3 separate regions of the Mus musculus genome follow, and regions 1 and 3 are each linked to region 2. Evidence: chromatin contacts called from public HiChIP or PLAC-seq and promoter capture Hi-C data. All regions are on one chromosome and are shown on one strand. Each heading gives the region's core, a stretch centred on a gene start, on an enhancer-like site or on the middle of the called end of the contact. The rest is flanking DNA. Distances are from core to core; before and after follow the strand shown. Region 1 overlaps Pbld2 (phenazine biosynthesis-like protein domain containing 2). Region 2 overlaps Gm51805 (a long non-coding RNA gene). Region 3 overlaps Stox1 (storkhead box 1).

Region 1 (4,178 bases), core at 1,196-3,695, 150 kb after region 2:
ACCAGGCTGGCCTCAAACTCAGAAATCCACCTGTCTCTGCCTCCCAAGTGCTGGGATTAAAGGCGTGCGCCACCATTGCCTGGCTGAATCTTTAATTCTTTACCATGTAACTTGAATTTCCTTTTAAGCATTGTCTTAGGGTTTCTATTGCTGTGAAGAGACACCATGGCCACAACACCCTTTATAAGGAAAACATGTAATTGGGGCTGGCTTACAGTTTCAGAGGTTTAGTCCATTATCATCATGGCAGGACATGGCGGCATGCAGGCAGACATGGTGTGGGAGAAGGAACTGAGAGTTCTACATCTAGATCCAAAGGCAGCAGAAGACTGAGTATCACAGTGGGCAGGCTTGAGCATAAGAAATCACAAAGCCCACCCTCACAGTGACACACTTCCTCCAACAAGGCCACACCTCATAATAGTACCACTCACTCCCTATGGGCCTATGGGGACAAATTACATTCAAATTACCACAAATAAATATATAACCCCCCCTCAACACATGTGCACCATTATACCTAGTCTAAGCATTTGACTTTTGATGCCGATAAGCTGCTATGTTAAGTCAGATCTGTGTTCCAGATTCTCAATAACTTTTTTTTTTTTCTATTTAAGACATTGGATGAAGATGCTCATCAGGACATTGCAAGGGAAATGAACCTCTCTGAAACCGCTTTTGTCCGCAAACTGCAACCAACTGATGACTTCACACAAAGTAAATTATACATTTAAGGTTTTTGTCTTACATTTATTTGTGTGTGTGTATGCATTTGTGTGTGTGTATGCCTGTGCACATGCCACAGTGTGTGTGTGTGTGTGTGTGTGTGTGTGTGTGTGTGTGTGTGTGTGTGTGAAGTTGGAGGACAGCTTGTAAGAGTTGGGTCTCTTCTGCCATGTTGGATCCCGGGGACCAAGCTCCTTGGGACCTCTCCCAGGAGGGAGCAGAATGCTTCTCTATCTCGTGCTCACGCCTCTAAGGAAGGTTTTCCCTGTTAGCCACACTAATGATTTAGGGGAGAAGATGCTGAAGTGTTCTAACCTGACTGTGTGGTTTGACCTTGCTTTTCTTTAACCTTTTCTCCTTGTAAGGTTCCCGTTTTGGGCTGAGGTGGTTTACCCCAGAGGCCGAGTTCCCCTTGTGTGGCCACGCCACGCTGGCTTCTGCAGCTGTGCTGTTTCAAAAAAGAAGTAAGGTGGACTTTGCTTATTTGTTTATTTATTGTTGTTTGTTTGTTTGCTTTTTTTATTATATATTTTTTTATTACGTATTTTCCTCAATTACATTTCCAAAGCTATCCCAAAAGTCCCCCATACCCTCCCCCCCACTCCCCTACCCACCAACTCCCACTTTTTGGCCCTGGCGGTCCCCTGTACTGGGGCATATAAAGTTTGCGTGTTTAATGGGCCTCTCTTTCCAGTGATGGCCGACTAGGCCATCTTTTGATACATATGCAGCTAGAGTCAAGAGCTCCGGGGTACTGGCTAGTTCATAATGTTGTTGCACCTACAGGGTTTCAGATCCCTTTAGCTCCTTGGGTACTTTCTCTAGCTCCTCCATTGGGGGCCCTGTGATCCATCCAATAGCTGACTGTGAGCATCTACTTATGTGTTTGCTAGGCCCCGGCTGTTTGTTTGCTTTGTGATAGGGTTTCATTTAGCTGAGGCTGGCATTGAGTTTCCTATGTAGATGATGGTGGCCTTAAAATTCAGGCTCCTTGTATTACAATTATAGCATGTACCACCATGGCTTAGTCCCATGAATTTCTTTTAATAACTTCATTTATTTACATGTGGCAGAGGGATTTGCATGGCCAGAATGGACTTGGCATATAGTGTAATGTCTGGAAAATGAAGATTGTGATTGGCTTCCAGGAACAGCAAAACACAGAACATAACAGACTATGCAGTCAACTCAGGCATGAGGAAGTTTCCTTGTACCATTAGCAACAGCAGAAGTGGCTGGTTAGATAGGCATCTGCTACCTAGCCTTTAGTAGATCTTAAAGTCATACTTTTTTTTTGAGACTGGGTCTCTTATTCCAGGCTGACCTTGAACTCTGCTCTTAGTTCCTTTCCTCGCCCAAGTCTTGGTATTACAGGCTTTCCATAATGCAAACCTTTTATGCAGAGCTGGGGATTGAACCCCAGCTCCATGAATGTTAGGCAAGCATTCTACCAACTGAGCCATATCCTCTGTTTTAAAAAAACAAAACAGCCGGGCGTGGTGGCGCACGCCTTTAATCCCAGCACTCGGGAGGCAGAGGCAGGTGGATTTCTGAGTTCGAGGCCAGCCTGGTCTACAAAGTGAGTTCCAGGACAGCCAGGGCTGTACAGAGAAACCCTGTCTCAAAAAAAAAAAAAAAAAAAAAAACAGGCTCTTCCTACCTAACTCTGTTTGGCCTGGAACTTGGTACTTGGGCCTGGTGGGAGGGACTTAGACTTTCAGTCTTCTGACCTCTGTCTCCTGGTGCTTCGGTTGTAGCTGTGAGCCACCACACCCAGCTCCTCAAACAGCAACTAAAAACAATTGCTTTTGCTGCTGCTGCTGTTGTTGTTGAAGGCTAGACTGATCTAAGGCTCTCCCTGAGGCTCTGATATGTGGAGCCTCTGCTATATAGAACACAGCTCCTTCTCTAAAACCTGGAATATGGTTGGCAGAGCTGGTAATAGCCTGGAGCTGGTAAGGGCCTTGGGGGAGCTGTGGCTTCAGATCCCAAGGACCCAACTCTTCCCACTGTACAGGCTACAGTTGTCAATCCCTAGGTTACTGTGTGCTCTGTCTCTGATGCTCTGGAGAGAACCCATGTTCACCCTATGTCTCTTTAGCTCCCCGATGACTTCACCCCATTGTATGACAGTTTCCGTTGACTTTGTCCTATCCCCTACCTCTTGAACTAGTATATAAGGTTATATACTTTTTAATTAAGCTTGCTTGGCATAGGACATAGCTTATGCAAGACTAATGTTCTATCTTCTTTATCTCTGATGCCCTGGACCTTCCTTCTTAGGAGCCTGCCAATTTTTCCATTTATTTTTATGAGTATAAGTGGTTTTGCCTGCATGTTTATCTGTATATCATGTATGGGCCATGCCTGTAGAGAACAGAAAAGGGCTTTAGAGTCCTGAAACAATTTTTATTATATTTTAATTAATTAATTAATTAATCAATGTTTATGTATGCACAAACAAATACCACAGTGTACATGTAGAGCTCAGAGCATCATTTTCAGGAGTCTGATCTCTCCTTCCATTATGTGGACTGAGGTGCTGAACTCCACATATTTGTCTTGTCAGAAGGTGCCCTTAGCCGCCGAGTCATGTAGCTAAAACTCAAAGAGTAATTTTAAAAGTCAAACATTTTAGGGGCTGGAGAGGTGGCTCAGTGGTTAAGAGCACCGGCTGCTCTTCCAGAGGTCCTGAGTTCAATTCCCAGAAACCATATGGTGGTTCACAAATCCTTTGTAACCCAGGAAATTTATGGCTGCTGGGGGCAATGTGCACATGTGGTGCACAGACATACATGCAGGCAAAACACTCACACATATTTATTTATTTATTTATTTATTTATTTATTTATTTATTTATTTTGGTTTTTCTGTGTAGCCCTGGCTGCCCTGGAACTCACTCTGTAGACCAGGCTGGCCTCGAACTCAGAAATCCGCCTGCCTCTGCCTCCCAAGTGCTGGGATTAAAGGCATGCGCCACCACTGCCCAGCATAATGTTTGTTTGTTTGCTTGTTTTTCTGAAAATAGAAAATAAAATCAAACATTGTAATATAAATTCAAAGAGATACTGAATTGATACTTATATGCTGACAAATGACCACTGAAAAATATGAAACATCTTTGCTCTCGGTAATTAAACTTATGTTTCTGTAAGAGAAACACATGGTATGTGTAGTAGAAATGGTGCAATTTATAATCTGCCATAGTCTCAGATCTAGCCTACGTGTTTCATTGGTGTGAGGAGCAGAGGCATGCGGGATGAAAGTGTGCTTGTCACAAGTTGGCCGTGATGCCATGCCACAACATAAGTGAGCACAGCCAGAAATGCTTTTTATTCACTACACATACGATTTTGAATTAAGTTTTGATTGCTGGGTGTTCAGAGGCCCTGTATTATTGACACATTGTTTGCAACATCTCCATTCAGTTACGAGAGAGGTTGTGACTCACC
Region 2 (3,690 bases), core at 444-2,943:
TATGTGTACCATGTGTGTGCCTGGTGCCCACGAGGTCAGAAATGGGCATCATATCCTGTGGAACTATAGCTATGTATGGGTTTTGAGCCACCACGTGGGTGCTGGAATCTAAAACCAGATCCTCTACAAAACTGACCAGTGCTTCTACCACGGAACCACGAGCCAAGCCACTTCTCCAGAGCATTATGCTTGTTTAGTTTGAACAAGGTCTTAGGTAACCCAAAAAGTCCTTGAACTCACTAAGTAGCCCAAAACGATTTTGACCTCCTGTACTTCCTGTATCCAACTCCAAAACAAGGAATGACTGGTCTGCACCTGCACACACAGGGTTTCTTGTTTCCCAATCCCATTTACATCTTTATCAACTGGCCACCTCAACAAGAGGCGTCTCCGGTAAAGCTTCACCTAGGCTGGGTGTAGTCCACTTTTTCCCTGTGACTAAAGGAAGAAGCAGATGAAGCTCTTCAAATTCCATGCTAAGGAGAGAAGGAAAAGAGTTAGAAGAAGAAACCAAAGCCAGTGATGCATATCCATCCAGTACTCAGGAAACTGAGGCAGGGCAGAAGGATCCCAAGTTTGAGGCCCACCTCAGCAACAGACTTGCAAGAGACTAGCCACAGTGAGAGCCTGTGTCAAACTAAAACTGAACAGTAACAACAATAAAATCCAAAACATAAAGAAAGAGGAAGTTAGGAAGGAAAAATCGTGGGTGTGTTGTTAGGGAAAATAGAGAAATTAGGAAGGACAAATTGGAGGAAGTGAATTTAATATAAACACGTTATATGAATGTATGAATATCACATTTAGTACAATAAAACATGGAGTCAGTGAGATGGCTCAGTGAGTAAGGGGCCTGCAGCCAAGCCTGGTGACCTGATTAGATCTCCCGGTTCCACCCAGAATGGAAGGAAGCCGGGAACAGACTGCCTACAAGTGTCCTGTGACCTCTGACCTATACATGCTCAGGTGCACAGACTCAGACACACTCAGGAACACAGGTACAAGCTAAATAAAATACAAAGGACATTTTAATTAGCTAATATCATAGTAATGCTTTCTTTCATCTTAGACATCAGCATTAAGTAAACATAACTAAATATGTTCCATTTTAAGCCAGATGGAAATGGTGCATACGTTTAATTCCAGCACTCTGGTGTCAGAGGCTATATAGATCAAGTTCCAGGACATTCAGAGAAATAAACAAATCAACCAAAGAGCAACAAATACACACACACATATACACACATATGTGTGCACATACATGCAAAACAATTGTATAACTGCTATCTGTGTGTATGGTACAAGCTATTTTTGAGTGCAACCTTCCCCCCACCCCCACCCTACCTTAGGATAAATGCCAGTGTCCCCTGCACATCAGGATAGCCGTTTTTTTTTTCTCCATCTCTCAGCTCTGAGTCACCTTACATATAATACTAGGGATGTGGATCAAGTGGTTAAGTACTTGTGTAGCATGCACATTTACCCAGTTCCATCCCCAGTACCACACAAGACCAAAGGAGGGAGGTGTTGTTTCAGTTTTGTGATCCCAACACTCAGGAAGCAAATAGGACGATCAGGAGTTTAAGGCCGGCCATCCATAGCAAATTAAAGGTCAGCCTGGTCTACAGGAGACGCTATATCAAGTTAATTAACTAGGTAACCCTGTAACCTGCTAAAGTGCTGCAGACTCACCTACAAAGAGGACTGGAAGCTCAAGGTCACCCTTGGCTCCACAGGGAGCTTTCAGGTCAGCCAGAGCCACAACAGACCTTCTCAAGGACAAAGGCCCCGCCTTACCAATGCTGTCAATCACACCCATTCAAATATACATACTTAATTTTTAAAAGCTCTCTCGACCTGGGGTGGTGTACTTGCCTTTAATTCTGACACTTGGGAGGGAGAGACCCTTGGATCTCTGAGTTCAAGGCCAGCCTGGTCTACTGTTAGTGTTCTAGTCAGTGGCTTGAACCCGCGGGAGAGTGGAGCCTAAAACTGAGGTGTAAAGTCTCAAGCAATAACCATCTTTATTCAGGGCATTATACAATTTATATTCTGAGGATTATTCTGAGGGTTAGTCAAGGTCATATGAGTTCAGGCTATGTAAAGTCACAAGGACAATTGTGCACAAAAACATTGAATAATAACCATAACATGAGGAATAATTACAGTAAACCCACTCCTGTTTACCAGGCCAGGGAGGGGCAGGAAAATCACATTCCAGGGACAACATGGGTTAAGGAAGAACAGGATACAAGACTATTAACTTTGTTCTCAGAAATCTCCCTCTAGCTCTGGATGCCCTGGAACTCATTCTGTAGAGCAGGCTGGCATGGAACTCAGAAATCCAACCTGAACTATGCAACCAGAGATGAAAGGCGGATGCCATCATTGCCCTACAGGAATACAAATTTTCTGTGCTCAATACAAATAGAAAGTGATTCAATGGGCTGGTGAGATGGCTCAGTGGGTAAGAGCACCCGACTGCTCTTCCGAAGGTCCAGAGTTCAAATCCCAGCAACCACATGGTGGCTCACAACCACCCGTAATGAGATCTGATGCCCTCTTCTGGTGCGTCTGAAGACAGCTACAGTGTACTTACATTAAATAAATAAATAAATTAATTAATTAATTTTAAAAAAAAGTGATTCAAATTCCAAGAAAAATAAATAAATGTAGTCCCCAGTACAGAAGGATGTCTATTACCATCCCAAGGTCCAGGCATAAAGGGAGTCATGAGTAAAGACAAAAGGTGCTGCCCAGCCAGGCTCAGACACAGGGCAGAAGCACAGGGCAAAGCAGCTGGAAGCACAGAAGCTGGGGGAGGGGTTCTTTTTTGATTCATAGTCCTTTAATGTAGGTGAGCAGCCTAGACTTCCAAAGATAATTTAGTCAATATCTCTTTTTACCCTTCAGGGGGAGGGTTGTTTCCTCTCAGGTGACCTCCACAGTCACCACACCCTTGGCTGGCTACTGTCCTTGATCTGCAGAGCTAGGAGAGGAGTCGGGGAGGGGAGGAATCCACAACCTCTAGTGGATTCACCTGCCAAGGACGGACACATAGACACAAGTCCCTTAGGCAATCAGGCTTCCAAGTTTCAAATTGCTTAAACCACAAAGGCCTGTTTTCTAAAAGAAGTTTAAAGGTTTTTTTTGTTTTGTTTTGTTTTAATTTTTTCGAGACAAGGTTTCTTTGTGTTTCCCTGACTGTCCTGGAACTCACTCTGTAGACCAGGCTGGCCTCAAACTGAGAAGTCTGCCTGCCTCTGCCTCCCAAGTGCTGGGATTAAAGGCGTGGACCACCTCAAATGGCTAAAGTTGTTTCTTAGAAAAACCTTTCCTGGGCAATGGTGGCACACGCCTTTAATCCCAGCACTTGGAAGGCAGAGGTAGGCGAATTTCTGAGTTCAAAGCCCTATAGAGTGAATTCCAGGACAGCCAGGGCTACAGAAAAACCCTATCTCACAAAAAAGAAAAAAAAGAAAAAAAGAAAAGAAAAAAGACCTTTCTAAGGGACATGGAGAGGTGACTCAGCAGTCAAGAGCATCCATTCTTCTTCAAGAGTACCGGGTTCAAATCCCAGTGCCCACAGGGCAGGTCTTACCTGTCTAGAACTCCAGATCCAGGGCTTCTGACACCTTTTTCAGAAACACAGACAGCCAAAGCAACAATGCGCAAAAAATAAGAATAAAT
Region 3 (3,991 bases), core at 415-2,914, 200 kb before region 2:
ATTAAAGGCATGCACCAACACAATATTTGCATAATAACTAATTTGCTGCCTGTCTTAGTTAGGGTTTCTATTGCTGAGACAAAACATTGTGATCGAAAAGCAAGTTGGGGAGGAACGGCTTTATTTGGCTTATACTTCCGCATTGCAGTCTGTCACTGAAGGGGGCCAGAACGGAACAGGGCAGGATCCTGGAGGCAGGAGCTGAGGCAGAGGCCATGGAGAGGTGCAGCTTGCTGGCTTGCTCCTTACGGCCTGCTCAGCCTACTTATATTACCCAGGACCACCCGCCCAGGGATGGCACCCACCGCCAATGAGCTGGGCCCTCCCCCATTAATCACTAAGAAAATGCCTTAATTTCCAAAGTACAATCACTGCATCCTATGGATCCGCCCTCCTCCTCTCAGATGGCTTTAGCTTCTGTCAAGTTGACATAGAACTATCCAGAACAGTTCTACTACCGGCTTTTATTTTTCTTTTAAGATTTATTTAGCTGGGTGGTGGTGGCGCACGCCTTTAATCCCAGCACTTAGGAGGCAGAGGCAGGCGGATTTCTGAGTTAGAGGCCAGCCTGGTCTACCAGAGTGAGTTCCAGGACAGCCAGGGCTATACAGAGAAACCCTGTCTTGAAAAAAAACCAAAAACAAACAAACAAAAGATTTATTTTATGTGAGTACACTGTAGCTGTCTTCAGACACACCAGAAGAGGGCACTGGATCCCATTACAGATGGTTGTGAGCCTCCATGTGGTGGCTGGGAATTGAACTTAGTACCTTTGGAAGAGCAGTCAGTGCTCTTAACCACTGAGCCATCTCTCTAGCTCTACTACAGGCTTTTAAAGTAGATCTATATAGCAAATGAGCTTTGCTCAAATGACCAGAATTGGAAGTCTTGGAGAGGGACGCTGATATCATGACAGTAGAATTAAAATTAACATTATCCTCCTGCCTCTGGAGTTTTGCAGGCACTAGCTGGGTGGGTGCCATTTAAGACAAACCCACAGCGAATTTGGTCCTAATATCTGCTCATCAGACTGGAACAGAGCAGCCCACGTGGGGGAGACAGACAGATCTCTGTAAATTCAAAGCTAGTCTGGTCTATAATAGGGAATTCAGGGCTACATCATGAGACCCTGGTACAAAAAAAAAAAAAAAAAAAAAAAAAAAAAAAAAAAACCAGAGAGGAGTGGTGTATTGTGGGAATCTAAATAGCAATCAACTGTGGAGAGCCCAAGGGATACGATTGTGTGCTACAGACAAAAGAGAATTTTGTGTTTCTTCAAGTTTAGACCACTCTGAATGCATCATCAGAAACCTGAGTTCCTAGAGGCTTGGAAAACTCAGCCAGAGAGAGAGAGAGAGAGAGAGAGAGAGAGAGAGAGAGAGAGAGAGAGAGAGAGAGAGAGAGAGAAAGAGAGAGAGAGAGAGAGAGAATTCCATTCGACTCTCTGAACCTTAAAGGCGTGTGTTTACACTGCCAAGGAGCAGGAGGCTCAGACCCATGTCTTAAGTCAAAAAGTTGGAGGCACCAGTGCTTCTCTGACCTCTAGAGAGATGTATTTACATTCCAAAACAGGTGGAGAAAGAAAGACTCCGGCGGAGCCTTCTCATCCAGTGTCCTGCCCACCCCTGTTGGGAAGGGAAGAAGCAGCGGCCATTGTCCTGCGTATGAGCTGAGAAGGTTTTTGTGGAACCGCCTCCAGCCTCCCACTGAAGAGTGGTTTATCCGTTCCTTACATTACCCTGTGGTATTTGTACAATAACTAACTTGGTTCCACTTTCAGAGAGTCAGTATTAGAAAGCTAGTAAAGAAAGTTAGTATTAGAAAGCTAGTAAAGAAAGTCTGGTGGAGGGCTCAGCGGCTAAGAGCACTGACTGCTCTTCGGAAGGTCCTGAGTTCAATTCCCGGCAACCACATGGTGGCTCACAACCATCCGTAATGAGATCTGGCGCCCTCTTCTGGTGTGTCTGAAGACAGCTACAGTGTACTTACATATAATAAATAAATAAATCTTTAAAAAAAAAAAAAAGTCTGGTGGAAACCCATTAAAACACACACAACCATTTAAACAAATCACCAATAAGCTGGGGCATTAGATGGTTTGGCAGGTGACTCGAGATGCTTGCCACCACAGAACCCACATGATAGAAAGAACGGACTACCACAAGTTGTCCTCTGACCTCCACATGTTCAAATGCCTTGGCAGGCACACTCTCCTCCCTTCAAAGTAAATAAACATAATTTAAACAATGTAAATATCGGGAAACTGTTCTATAGGTACATGCCAAAATGAAAGCATATTGGAAAAAGTTTAGAAGCCAGGTAACTTTCATGCTAAAGCATGGGGTGCTTTTAATCCCAGCACTCGGGAGACAGAGGCAGGGTAGCCTGGCCTATAGATTGAGTTCCAGGACAGCCAAGGCTACAGAGAAACTTTGTCTCTGCCTTGAAAAAACAAAATAAACCAACAAACAAAAACCTTGGTAAGAAGTTTAAGTGTGCCGGGCAGTGATGGCGCACGCCTTTAATCCCAGCACTCGGGAGGCAGAGGCAGGCAGATTTCTGAGTTCGAGGCCAGCCTGGTCTACAGAGTGAGTTCCAGGACAGCCAGGGCTACACAGAGAAACCCTGTCTCGAAAAACCAAAAAAAAAATTTAAGTGTGTGTTGCATACACTCTGCTCCACTCTGCCTGACAGGGCTTACTTCCTCTATCCAACCCTACCTATATGTATGTCTCTTTGCTGTAGCTGAGTAAGACCATAAGTACTTAAAGAGAGGGATTCATTTCAGGTCAGAGTCTCACCACCATTGGCTGGGGACAGAGCTGATGAAAATCCAAATTTATATCCACCCACAGGACTCTGCATTACCTCTACCAAACTACTCCACACCCAGACTTCCTGAGTTCTCCTCCAGGGTCTAACCCAGCCAGTACCCCTGACCTCTTCATCTAAGCCTTTCCCACAATCTACAAGATTTAACCTGGGTATCCCCAAGAGTTCTCCAATATAGCCTGGCCTTTTCAGCCTTGACTCCAGAAGAGTGAAGATTTGTGTGGGGATCCCCCGTACCTACTACAGGACACCTACAGCATCATATCTAAACTTCCCACTCATACACACCTTTCTACCCCCACCCTCCCAGCTTGGAAGAGGAAGCACATCCTGTATGCCAGCCCAGTCCCCTCTGTCAACCCGACTGCATTCTACCTAAGCCACTTCAACCCCTAGACCCACCCTGCTCCTTACAAACTTAAAACTAACAAAACTCCACATGCCCCGATAGATCCCTTTGCAGGAATACTAACAATACAAAAGATCAAGCCAGTATATCTCTCCCAAAGCTACCAGTCCTATAGAAATGTTTGCCAGTCAGAATGACCTAGATGGACTCCAGAATACAGACATTAGAAGAACAATCATGAACCTCCTTAAAGACTTCAAGACAGTTAAAGAAGACTCGAGAAGCAGCTCAATGAAATCAAGGGAAAAGACCTTAAAGAGTGAGGAGTGACACCAAGGCTAGGTGAGAACATCAAAGCCCAACCAGGACCTGAAAATCTTCCTCAGGACAGAGATAGATGCTGAAGGGGACTTGGGCTGAAATGAAGATGGAATTGAAAAACCCAAGAGCCCAACTAGAAAACACATAGGAAAGTCTTACAAGTAGTGAATCAAGCAGAAGGCAGAATATTAAGTCTCAAAGATAAAACAGATTCTCTAGACCAAAATAGCAAGGGACATGAAAAAAGAACAAACTAAACAAGTGAACGGGAAAGGACTACACAGAAAATGTAAGACACAATGAGAAAGGCAAACCTTTAAATGCTAGGGATAGAGGAGGGAGAAGAATCCAAAGGCAATGGCACTGACCACATGGTCAACAAGATTAGAGAAGAGGACTCACCAAACTAAAGAAAGACACATCCATACAGATGCAAGAGGCATGTGAAAGCTGAGGGTGGTGGTGCACACCTTTAATACCAACACTCAG

The links. Promoter capture Hi-C pulls out the DNA fragments that hold promoters and counts their contacts. HiChIP or PLAC-seq counts read pairs in DNA pulled down with a chosen protein or histone mark.
Region 1: a promoter capture Hi-C map of embryonic stem cells shows a contact between it and region 2. The contact joins two enhancer-like sites. A contact is called at or near these places in 11 of 39 promoter capture datasets (the C10 cell line, the HPC-7 cell line, cranial neural crest and 7 more), 2 of 115 datasets of contacts at active chromatin or transcription factors (both in embryonic stem cells) and 3 of 9 other capture datasets (adipose tissue, liver and pancreatic islet).
Region 3: an H3K27ac HiChIP or PLAC-seq map of embryonic stem cells shows a contact between it and region 2, with 5 read pairs. The contact joins two enhancer-like sites. A contact is called at or near these places in 3 of 39 promoter capture datasets (cranial neural crest, fetal liver and hematopoietic stem and progenitor cells), 2 of 115 datasets of contacts at active chromatin or transcription factors (both in embryonic stem cells) and 2 of 9 other capture datasets (adipose tissue and liver).

Annotation. Positions count from the first base shown.
Region 1 is chr10:63,046,851-63,051,028 of GRCm38.p6, forward strand. Pbld2 (phenazine biosynthesis-like protein domain containing 2) reads left to right here. Exons shown (of 10, transcript NM_026085.2): 3 at 618-717; 4 at 1,092-1,190. Among named protein-coding and RNA genes, the nearest start is that of Gm16143, 8.5 kb to the right of the region's middle. Within about 2 kb of position 2,446, at least 14 of the 459 cell types and tissues checked have an H3K27ac peak or open chromatin away from gene starts, as enhancers often do. A contact at or near this core is called in embryonic stem cells, where this site is marked.
Region 2 is chr10:62,895,343-62,899,032 of GRCm38.p6, forward strand. The region is part of intron 2 of Gm51805 (a long non-coding RNA gene); the gene reads left to right. Among named protein-coding and RNA genes, the nearest start is that of Gm26479, 3.7 kb to the left of the region's middle. RefSeq lists a cis regulatory region at 1-3,690. Within about 2 kb of position 1,694, at least 12 of the 459 cell types and tissues checked have an H3K27ac peak or open chromatin away from gene starts, as enhancers often do. A contact at or near this core is called in embryonic stem cells, where this site is marked.
Region 3 is chr10:62,691,342-62,695,332 of GRCm38.p6, forward strand. The region is part of intron 1 of Stox1 (storkhead box 1); the gene reads right to left. Among named protein-coding and RNA genes, the nearest start is that of Mir7215, 11 kb to the left of the region's middle. Within about 2 kb of position 1,665, at least 3 of the 459 cell types and tissues checked have an H3K27ac peak or open chromatin away from gene starts, as enhancers often do. A contact at or near this core is called in embryonic stem cells, where this site is marked.